2 separate regions of the Mus musculus genome follow, and region 2 is linked to region 1. A link is a contact called in public Micro-C data. All regions are on one chromosome and are shown on one strand. Each heading gives the region's core, a stretch centred on a gene start, on an enhancer-like site or on the middle of the called end of the contact. The rest is flanking DNA. Distances are from core to core; before and after follow the strand shown. Region 1 has its middle 23 kb from the start of Gm14279. Region 2 holds the start of Blcap (bladder cancer associated protein).

Region 1 (5,438 bases), core at 2,130-4,629:
CTACCTCCTGGCCCTCCCATGTGATGCCCATGTGGATGCTCCTAGCAGGGGAGTGCATCTCTCTCTGTCTATTCCTCTGTGACTCCTCCATTCCCAGAGGATCAATGCCCTCTCCTCAAGCCACTCGGATGCTATGAGCCAGACCCCCTGTGTGCACTGCTCCTACCTGGCTCTGCGTGGCTGCACAGCCTCACAGCCTCACTGATGCAGGACAACCTCCCCTTCCTTCCTCTTTGCTTCCCCACTTTTGCACAGTCTCCCTCCCTCTCTCTTTCACTTGTCCCTCAGAGTCCTCAAAGCATCTTTATCCCACTACCATGCTATCCTCTGCCTCCTCTTGGGTCCTCTCTAAGGAGGAAAGCACTCAGTCTCTTCAGTCTTTGCTCTCATTTGTCCACAAAGGAGGGATATCTGGCACTGGCCACTTCTCTCCTTTTCCCTGACTCTGTGTCCCTGCCCTACTTAACCCACAGAGCATTCAGACAGGGCTGCTCCTGCCCATGCTGACAAAGAGCTAGCCTGTTTCCCTCCACACTCCCTGTCTCATAAGCCTATAGACACTGGCTCTTGGATACTGGGGGCTCCTGTCTTCTTTCCTTAGGGCCCTGACTGCCCTCCTGCCTCTTCTGTCTCCCTATATCTTCTCTCTCCTTCCAAGGCTTGCCTAGACCACTAGACCACACCAGAAGCCTAGAAACAGCAGCATGAGAGGACTCCCTTTGGAGTGGCTGCCATGCCTCTAGCCCCTCTTCACTCCACACCACGTACAAAAGAGAAGCCTACTTTGTCCTCTCAGAGAAGCCCCTCTGACTTCCTCTTGGAGTCAGAGCTCTTGGGCACAGCCATCATTCCTCTGGGAGCAGGGAGCTCAGTGGTATGTGTGGCCACCTGTCTCCTGATCAAGTCCTATCCCTCTGAATAAGACTGACTTCTCCTTAGCCTGCTGGTGACAGGGAGACAGAGAGAGAGAGACAGGGTGGGGAGAGTCAGGGACCTGTGCTCTCGGTTTTCTTATGCAGTACATTCTCCTTGTTGCCTCATGCTGCTTTTAAAAATATTTTTACACCTGCCTGGACCCTATTGTATTTGTAAGATACACAGAACTTAGCATATGGGACAGAGGGACTCCGTCATGACCCAGCAGCATACAGATGTCCCTTCAAAGTAAGGACATTTGAAGAAGGTACGTTCAGTCAGAGCTGAGGTGGAAGGATAGGAGCTGGGGGTGTGGAACCCCACAGAGCTGTGATCAACTTATCAGCAATGGGAAGTTTCCAGAACCCCAGGAGAGAGAAAGAAGAGGAGGCAGCAGCCTGAGCTCCCACACATGTGTCCTTGGGGCTTCTTTGTCTCCTCAGACTTTTGTTCAGGTTTCTCCCACAACTTGGACTGCCACTCATTGTCCCTTCAGATGCATGCAGTGCCCCAACAAGCAGCCGCCAACACACTGTGCACCTCCCCCACTACCTGGCCCCCACACTCTGTATGCCTCCCCCACAACGTGGCCTCCAGACCCCATGCGCCTCTCTGGCTCTTCACTCCTTTGTGTGTAATAATTGCTAGCCTCTGTCTTCATCTCCCTCAGCCACGCCCCTTCTCTTACTGTGTAGAGGGCTTTTTGTCTAGTTTAGCTGTCTGTTCATCATCCCTGCTGTGTGTGTGTGTGTGTGTGTGTGTGTGAGAGAGAGAGAGAGAGAGAGAAAGAGAGAGAGAGAGAGAGAGAGAGGGAGAGAGAGAGAGCATGCATGCCTCTGTGTGTAAAAGGCAGGAGCCTACAGTGGATATCTTTCTCAGTTCCAGGGATCCACTTGTCTCTGTCCCCTCAGGTCTGGGATTATGACGCCATGTCACCAGTCCTGGCTTTTGTGGGGCTTCTGGGGAATCTGGACATGGGTCCTCATGCTTTTGTGCCACACACTTTACTGAAAGAGTCATCTACACAGATCTTACCTTGTTTTTAGAATCAGGGTTGCTCATTGGCCTGGACTTGGCTGGATTAGGCTGGGGTGGCTGGCCAGCAAGCATCTGGGAGCCACCCTTCTCTGCCTCCACAGTGTTTGGGTTACAAGCACAAGAGCCATTATGCCAGGCATTTCTATGTGATTCTGGTTTTTTCTTTGCATTATGTGTATGTTCATGAACAAGATTAGTTTCCACCTTTTCTGTCTTTCTTCATCTGACTGCTTGTCTATCCATCTACCATCCATCCATCCATCCATCCATCCATCCACCCACCCATTATTTATCTATACCTGTCTGTCTGTCTATCTATCTATCTATCTATCTATCTATCTATCTATCTATCATCTGTCTATCTATTATCTATCATTTATTTATCTATCCATCATCTATCATCTGTCTATCTACCTACATTTATCTCTATCTATCTATCTATCTATCTGTCATCTGCTATCATCTATCATTTATTTATCTATCCATCATCTATCATCTGTCTATCTATCTACCTACATCTATCTCTATCTATCTATCTATCTATCTATCTATCTATCTATCTATCATCTACCTACTTACCTGCATATGCACATATACATTCATATATCCACCCACCCATCTATCCATGTCAACAAATATGAGCTGAGTAGCTACCATGTGCTTGCTGAGGGCAGAGAATTCAAATTCCCAGTACACTCTGAAGAACCTGAGTCCACTCACACCCCAAGGTGATTGAGGGTGACAAAAGTTCACCAAAAGGGTTTTTGGGGATCACCCTTGGAGTGTGTCTTTCTTTTTCTTTCTTTTTTTTTTTTTAAAGATTTATTTATTTATTATATGTAAGTACACTGTAGCTGTCTTCAGACACTCCAGAAGAGGGAGTCAGATCTTGTTACAGATGGTTGTGAGCCACCATATGGTTGCTGGGATTTGAACTCCAGACCTTCGGAAGAGCAGTTGGGTGCTCTTACCCACTGAGCCATCTCACCAGCCTGGAGTGTGTCTTTCTTTCTGTTACCTACTTTTCCCCCCTTGCATTGTATCTTTCCAGCTTCAACATGCCAAGGGAAGGCCGTCCCCCTCCAGTGCCCTTTACCCACTCTTCTTGAATCCTGCCACCTACTTATGAGGCTCCTGAGACAATATTTCCCTCCCTTTGCCGCTGTGTTGCTTATGCCTGCCTGTGGATCATGCTGTGGAGTTATACCCACACATGTCAACACTTCCCATGACTGTCTGGAAGCTTCCTGAAACATTGCATCAAACCCTAATGAGCAGCTCACACTGGAAAGAGTTATATGGACCTCGGTGTGGTAGACTTTTTGGTCCTTGGTTGGTGGCCTCTGTTGCTTTTAGATCTGTGGTGACACACCCTGGCAGAAGTGTGAGGCAGAGAAAGTCATTGACCTCATGTCATGAGAGGGGAAGGGGGAGGGGCCAGGCACCACACACACTTCCCATTTTGTGTCACCTCTAAATGTTACACCCGTCACCCACAACACAGCAAGTCTTTGGAGTCTCTGGGCTCCAGCTCCACCTCCTGCCTCCCCTCTCCATTACTCCCTTCTCTCTACTCCTTAAGTTCAGACAGCTCTTCCTTCCAGCTTTCTCCTCCGGGCCTGTGTTCACACGCCACTCCTCCCTGAGAATGCCCAGCATCTCCCCTCTCCTGGGGTTCTGGAGAGGAGCCAGAACTCCTTCACCTCCCTCAACTGACCTATAGTCCCCACTTGCTGACTAATGTTCCTTTTGATCCACAGGTCACAGGGAATGGAAGGGATACTGGGATCTGACCCACCACTCCCCACCCTACGCTCTGGTGGCCTCCTGGTGGCCTGAGTCCACCATGTCCACCCCACCCCCTGGACTGCCAGTCAAATCAGCTCTTTCCTCTTGAGCCTCCTGGTTTTCCTTGTTCCCTTTTTCTCAGGGTTCTCTTACCTGCTGTGTCCTTCCCAGGGCCTGAGGTCCACTCAAACTTTGGTTTCTTCTCACCTGAGAGACCCCCACATCCATTGCCATGGTTGATGAGCAGCCCCTCTTGCTATAGCCCTGGGGACATTTTTCCTGGGCACTGGGGTTTGGCTTTCTCTGTGAGCATCTTAAGGTGGTGTCTACACAGGTGGGGGGGCAGCACAGGAGGGGACATGGGATGTATGGACATGCATCTCTTCTGTAAGTGCTCTGATTCTCTTCCCCTGCTGCCTCTGCTTTTTCTCCAGAGTTAATATTTAATCTCTTAGTGATACACGGCTTCGTCATCTTCGTATAAAAAGTAAAGTCCTCCCTAGGACTCTGAGTCACTCTCTCTCTTTCCTGTTCTCTGCCCCACTCAGCTTCTGATTTCTCCCTGTTCCCTTTAGATGTGGTCATCACTGTCTCTGTCCCAATGTGGTAGTGGTAGTCATGATGACAGTGGTGGTGACGGTGGTGGCAGTGGTGTGTGTGTATTGGAGGTGTCCCAACAGGAAAGTGCCACTTTGATTGACACTCAAATTTAGGAACATTTGTAATGAATTTACAAAGCTTGAGGGCTGGAGAGATGGCTCAGTGGTTAAGAGAACTGGCCTTGCTCTTCCACAGGACCAAGGTTCAATTCCCAGCCCTCACATGATAGCTCACAACAGTCTGTAACTCCAGTCCTAGGGAATCCAATGCCCTCTTCAAGCCTCCGAGGGAATTACATGCATATGGTGCATAGTCACACCTGTAGACAAAGCACTCATACACATAACATTCAAAATAAAACAAAAACCATTAAAACATCAGGCATGGAATACAGGCTTATAATCTCAGAATGCCAGAAGCAGAGGCAGGTGGATATCTGGAAGTACTGGCACAGCCAAGGCTGCAGAGTGAGCAACTCCAGTATCAAAAAAAACAAAAACAAACAAAAAAAAAAAACAACAACGAAGAGTCTACAAAGGTCTATGCTGCAGGATGTGGGAGCAGAGGAACCTGAGAGGCTCTGCAGAAACATAGAACAGACAATAGTAAGACTATGGCCACCTCTGTCTGCTGAGGGACGAGGGCAGCAGTGACCAGGACCTGCAGGAGAGCAGAGGCTGCCTGGCTGGCCACCTAAGGAAAACCAGAAAGCCTCACCACATCCTACCACCCAGGACATCCATTGGCTAGATTCACACGGAGCCCACTGATGGCCAACAGTGTGACCGCTCTCTTTGGGGCAGAGAGAAGGATAGAGGGTAGCTCTGGAAGCTTCCAGAACATTCTTGGAGTCCTTTGTTAGATTTGCTATCTGTCCATTTCCCTACCCATCTATCTATCCACCCACCCACCCACCACACAGGCAGAAGGACCTGAGAATGCTCACCCTCCTGGTGAGCCAAGCAGTGTAAGGCACCTGTTGGACCCCAGCTGGGAGTCTGCTTGCCCCATCTGGCAGGGACTCATCTTGCTCTCCCTTTTCTTTTAATTTTCTTGTTGACAGATATTGCCCCCACCCCCACCCCCACCCCCAACCC
Region 2 (5,438 bases), core at 2,155-4,654, 66 kb after region 1:
GAAGAGGGGGTGGTGGCTGGGACAATGAGCATGAGGTGTGGCTTGGCCCCTCCTCCACCAAGCTTAATGCTCCAGACCCCAGGATCACCCTAAGGCTGGCCATCCTGTCTTGATTTTCCAACCCTCCAGCTGGACACTCCCTCTCTTAGTTTTCTCAGTTCATCCCTAAGGGCCTTATCAGATCGATAGCTTGCCTTTTCCCCTCCCATTGCAGCAGGGAGGGTGGGCTGGCCCCTTAGTTCCCTTTCTTGGTTAGCCAGAGCTGTTCACAAGTGTCAGCTGACTGCCTCACCAAATGGTCCTGCCACCTGTTAAGCCTCATTTCTGGCTTTACCCGTCCCTGTCTCTGCACACCTGCTCCTATGCCAATGAGTTAGAAGGTCACCAGTCTCTCTTGCTATTTCCTCAAACTTCCTAGTCCTGGTCATCACATTACACACTCAGGTGCACAAAGCACCTCAAAGTTCTTGAACCCTGACCTGCAGATCCCCCAAGAAACCCTGATTTTCAAATCAATCACTGGCACCTCCCTCTTCTGCAGGGACTTTATAGTCTCATTCAGCACTAGGGAATTACGGGGGAAAGTAGCACAGATTTTGGTGTGGCCTTGGCTTTTCCACCCAGCCAGGTTGCTTTTAGTTCCCTACTAAGGTCCAGATGAGCCCCATACACATCAGAGAGGCGGGATTCCACAGGACTTGGATGTGAAACCCATTCCAAGGCGCGGTCTTCCTTAGCAGGGTAGATACAGCTGCTGCTAAGGCCTGAAGTCAGGTCAGGTCCTGTGCCTGCCCCGTAGTTACTCATCTGCAGTCAGTGGCTACCTCCTTTATGGTTAGAAACTTCTGTGGTTTGCCATACTAAACTCATTGAACCTTGAGTACATATACAACACAGGTTCCAAAGGAAGGTTGACTCTCCCCTTGGAGATCTGGAGTGGGGGGCCTGATGTCACTCTATTGTTCCATGTTCTAACGTCAGCCCAAATTAGATGCCAGCTGAGTACACAAAAGCCAAACCAGGGAGAAAGGAGTCTGGCTACTCTGGTCATAGCATATCCTGTGCCCATCCCTAAGCCAGGAGGCTACTACTGGTAACTCCAGGGCTTTCCAGATGATCTTGGTAAAACCTTTTTCTTCCATCTATTATCCAGCAGTGATGAGTGTAGGTGGAGTCTTCAAGGCGCCCTGGTGACCCTGAGAATGTGAATGTCTACTACCCACTTTCTTCTCCCACTCCACACCCTTTTGTCCTGACAGCAAACTAAACCCTCCAGAGGAGGCAGGAATGTGTTCGTGCCCTTTCTTTGTGTCAAACCTGCAAGCCTGATACAAAACCACCTTGTTTATACAATGCTTCCACAAGCTATGCATTAAAACATTTTATTCTCACATAAAGCAATGGGATGTGTCTTTATTGCAAAGTCCTTAGTACACAGAACTAAATATCCCTTTTTCTTAAAGAGGTTGCTACCTCCAAAGAGGAGCAAAGGTGGAGAAGGTGAAGTGGAACAGCTTTATGGGAATCTAGCAACACACGAGATTCCAGGCACTAATGCCAGAGAAGGCCTGACCAGCTCAAGCTCAGTAGGGTGGAGGTTACTAAGTACCAAAACTTTTAGAGATGTGGGTTCTAGGAGACTTTTAAGTCTATCTGTAAAGTAACTGAATTGTGACTGAAATGTATCTGAGGGACAGGACAGGAATTAAGATTTTTGGCTTTGACTCTGGGGCTGGCCAAAGACAGCTTAATTACACAGAGGTTTTGAAGGAAGCAGGCTCGCTGCTGACTCCTTACTAGATATCTACTTTCAAACTTGGATCGCTTCAGGAGCCAACATCCCAAAGGGCGAGCCTCTGAGCTGGCAGCTAATCTTCCCCAGGAGATTTAAATGTGTATACACAAACATAAGACTAATTTACCAAAGTCTCTTTTTTCAGGTGACCACTGACTTCTTCCATATGCCTGAGAGACAATGTTTGCCACAATCTTCTCTGGAAATAATCCTGTCCCCCTCCCTCCACAGGGCTCATACCACACCAGGATACAGATTCCTGAACATTCCCAGGGCAGAGCCAGAAGACAGAGAGGAAGGCAATACAGGGCTCTTGGTAAATCACACAGTCACAAGCTTGAATGGAATGCGTGTATTTCAAAGAGAACAAGTAAAAAGGGCAGCCTAACTCTCATCCCCCTAGAAATAACAGGTAAGAAGTTAAAGTGTTCTGTCAACAACTTTAAGATGACCATTTTCAGATCGAGAATTGATCTGGTTCCTGGAAACTGACCAAGGTTCCAGAAATCCAATCTTTAAACAGGAACTCTGGCCATTAATGAATCTTGACTTAAAAGAAACAAGCCAGCTCAATCTAATGCTTGCCAGGGGCACATAAAATGGAACTTTTTTTGGGTCCTGGCTTTGGTGTTGCAGTTCAGATGGCTGACAGGATGGCTGGACCATGTCAGACAGGGCAGAGCTGTCCCCAATATATCAGTTCCCTGAAAGGGACAAAGAAGATCCGAACCTATAAACAGAAATAACCTATAAACTAGAACGGGCCCCAGTTTCCCAAGTAAAAAGAGACAAGAGACTTAGAAGAAACCTAAAGGTGGTTTGGCAGAGAAAGGAAAAAAAAAAAAAAATCGACTGTCCCCATCCCCCATTCTTCCTTTCCAGCCAGGCACTCCGTTCCTTCTGCTGCCCTTGAGTGCCACTCCCCACAAACTGGAGAGGGAACCGGTGTCCAGACTCGACGAAAAGTTGGTGGAAGTGAGAAGCACACGGGACCCGTAGCAGATGGTCACCCTATCACTCCGGACACAAAAGAGAGCGTTCGGGGCCCACTTCTACTTTCTCCCCACACTCCTTCGGATAAGGGTGGGGGAAGAAAAAGAAAAAAAAAGGGGGGGGGGAGAGAAACTGAAGTGGCGAGGAAAGAGTGTCCAGCCTCCCAGAAGCTGAGCCCCTCGCCAAGGTCCGGAACAGAGGAGGTGGTGGTCGCGCCCGCCCCTCCCAGCCCCGTCCCGGGAGCGCGCTGACCTTGGAGGCCAGAGTGACAGCTAAGGAACCCCGGAACCCACCCAAGGGACGGGAAGGGACCACCCCCAAGGCCCAGGTTGGGACGAAAAGGGGAGGTCATCTGACGCCAGACAAGGGTGCGCCCGACCCCGGCCGCGCGGAAAGCCCCGGCGAGAGGCCAAGCGACGCCTAAGGTGACCCCGGAGGGCTAACATGGCGGCGCGGCCGCACCGAGCGCTCTCACCCTGCCCAGGCGGGCGACGCCACGATACCTGCGAGCCCCACCATGGCACTGCCGCCACTGTCGCCGTCGCCGCCGCTGCTTGCCTCCACCTTAGCTCGCCACCAACGCCGCAGGAGCTGGGGAGACGCCCCCTTCGTCTTCTAGTGGAGCGGTCCAAGGACCCCCGGTCCAGAACCGAGCTGTCTTCTGAGAACGCCTGACAAACTGGCTCAAAGCGAGGCTACTCTCAGACACTCTCCCCTCAGTATCCGCCACGAAATGTCCTTTCTGAGTTTTTAGTAGACTTGAATAAAATTATGGGGCGCTAAGGTCTTCAAACCCGTGGAATATTTGGTCAGGCGTATCTTAGGCAGCCCCGAACCTCCGGCCCATGGTCCCCTTCATGCATATGCAGCAGATTGTGATTCTTACTCTTTGAGAGCTCCGCGGGCGAGCGAGGTGTAGTTACGCTGATGAGCGTAACTCCGCAGAATCCTTAGCACCTTGTGATTTGTGTACTTTGGGAAAACTTCTCGTGGCTCAGATCTGGCCCTTCAACCACGGGCTGAGGACGTGCTTCCTCCTTGGTGAGGAAATGGCTTGCCCCAGGCTTGTTAATGTCTAGATGAGTCAGTGTGGTCACTTACTAGCTTATTAGCCACGTTCCTGACCTCATACTGTGCGCAAGCGCAGTGCTAGAGGCTAAGGAGGTACAATTCTACTCCTGACCCCAATTTTCTCAGTCACCAGGGTGAGAGTGAGTGTCGGGGGATAGTGGAGAGACTACCACCCAGTAACCACTTGTAGTCGCACCAGTACATGATTTGTAATTAGGCATCGTGGAAGGCACTAGGAGGCAAAGTAAAGAGAGGAGAAATGAGTGGAATCCTGGTGTCTGGAGTGGGCGAGGGTTGGGGCCGTCTTAGGCATATTGAGTTTGTGCATTGTGTGAGTGAGGGGTCTTGTTCCAGACATGGAGGTGACAACCCTAAGGGTGGAAGGTGAACAAGGAATATGACAGGTACCTTGGTCATGAATTTGAATTTTTGTCTTGAGAGACATGGGAAGCTATGTTCTTCGAGGCAATGAAAAGAAATCTGGGTCTCTCCGAGGCCATTGACTTTCAGGGTTAGAAAACATGAAAGTGAGGTTTGGGACAGGAAGCCAGTTAAGCAACCAGAACATCTTTCCAGACACAAAGTCATGGTGACTCAGACAGGTAGTGACTAAGGGAGCTAGAAGAGATCATATCAAACTGGGTGCGGGAAGCACATACTGAGGCACAGGCATTGACTCCTAAGCTGTGGCTGTAGGGATGAAGAAGAGGTGAAGAGCCCTTGGCCAGGGTGGAAAGGCCCGAAGACAGGCTGCTAGGGGACAATCAGAAGTGGGACAGAGAACTCAGTAGCGGAAATGCCTGGGCACACCGTGGATGGAGAGAGTGGACCTGTATAAGGGCTGGTGGGCCTCCCTCAGCACACGGGTCTTGGTAGTGTCTAGAAGCCAAGGGGATCCAAGGCAGGAAGGAAGGAGGCCAATGGTGATCTAGGGAGGAGCTGGGAAAGGAACTGCAGAAGCGGGGTGCAGCAGACTCTCTTGTCCCTACTGCCACAGGCTGGTCCATGAAGCAGGGGTTCCGTGGAGTGGAGCTGGCTGGTGCTGACTCACGTGGGAGACTTTGGACACCTTGGATTCGGGAATGAGATGGCTCTGTAGCCTGTTCTTCATGTTGCCTCTCTCTCTCTTTCTTTCTTTCTTTCTTTCTTTCTTTCTTTCTTTCTTTCTTTCTTTCTTTCTTAACAGTAAATTACTGCCTTAAAAAGGAGGGGCTGGCGAGATGGCTCAGTGGTTAAAAGCACCGACTGCTCTTCCGAAGGTTCTGAGTTCAAATCCCAGCAACCACATGGTGGCTCACAACCATCTGTAATGAGATCTGATGCCCTCTTCTGGTGCATCTGAAGACAGCTACAGTGTACTTAGATATAATAATAAAAAATAAATCTTAAAAAAAAAAAAAAAAAGGAAATGAGTGGCCGGGCGTGGTGGTGCACACCTTTAATCTCAGCACTCAGGAGGCAGAGGCAGGCAGATTTCTGAGTTTGAGGCCAGCCTAGTCTACAAAGTGTGTTCCAGAACAGCCAGAGCTACACAGAGAAACCCTGTCTCAAAAAACAACAACAAACAACAACAAAAAAC

Evidence for each region. Hi-C and Micro-C count contacts between places; a contact is called where the count stands out from the background.
Region 2: a contact with region 1 is called in a Micro-C map of macrophages, with 4 times the contacts expected there. The contact joins the promoter of Blcap here to the enhancer-like site in region 1. A contact is called at or near these places in 18 of 39 promoter capture datasets (the 3T3-L1 cell line, the HPC-7 cell line, HPC-7-derived erythroid cells and 12 more), 14 of 484 Hi-C or Micro-C datasets (the N1E-115 cell line, bone marrow-derived macrophages, cortical neurons and 7 more), 26 of 115 datasets of contacts at active chromatin or transcription factors (CD8 T cells, the HPC-7 cell line, the NIH/3T3 cell line and 19 more) and 5 of 9 other capture datasets (adipose tissue, embryonic stem cells, liver and 2 more).

Annotation. Positions count from the first base shown.
Region 1 is chr2:157,497,197-157,502,634 of GRCm38.p6, forward strand. No RefSeq gene overlaps it. Among named protein-coding and RNA genes, the nearest start is that of Gm14279, 23 kb to the right of the region's middle. Within about 2 kb of position 3,380, at least 54 of the 459 cell types and tissues checked have an H3K27ac peak or open chromatin away from gene starts, as enhancers often do. A contact at or near this core is called in the N1E-115 cell line, Th17 cells, bone marrow-derived macrophages and 4 more, where this site is marked.
Region 2 is chr2:157,562,957-157,568,394 of GRCm38.p6, forward strand. It overlaps Blcap (bladder cancer associated protein), which reads right to left and starts at 3,405. Exons shown (of 2, transcript NM_016916.3): 1 at 3,292-3,405.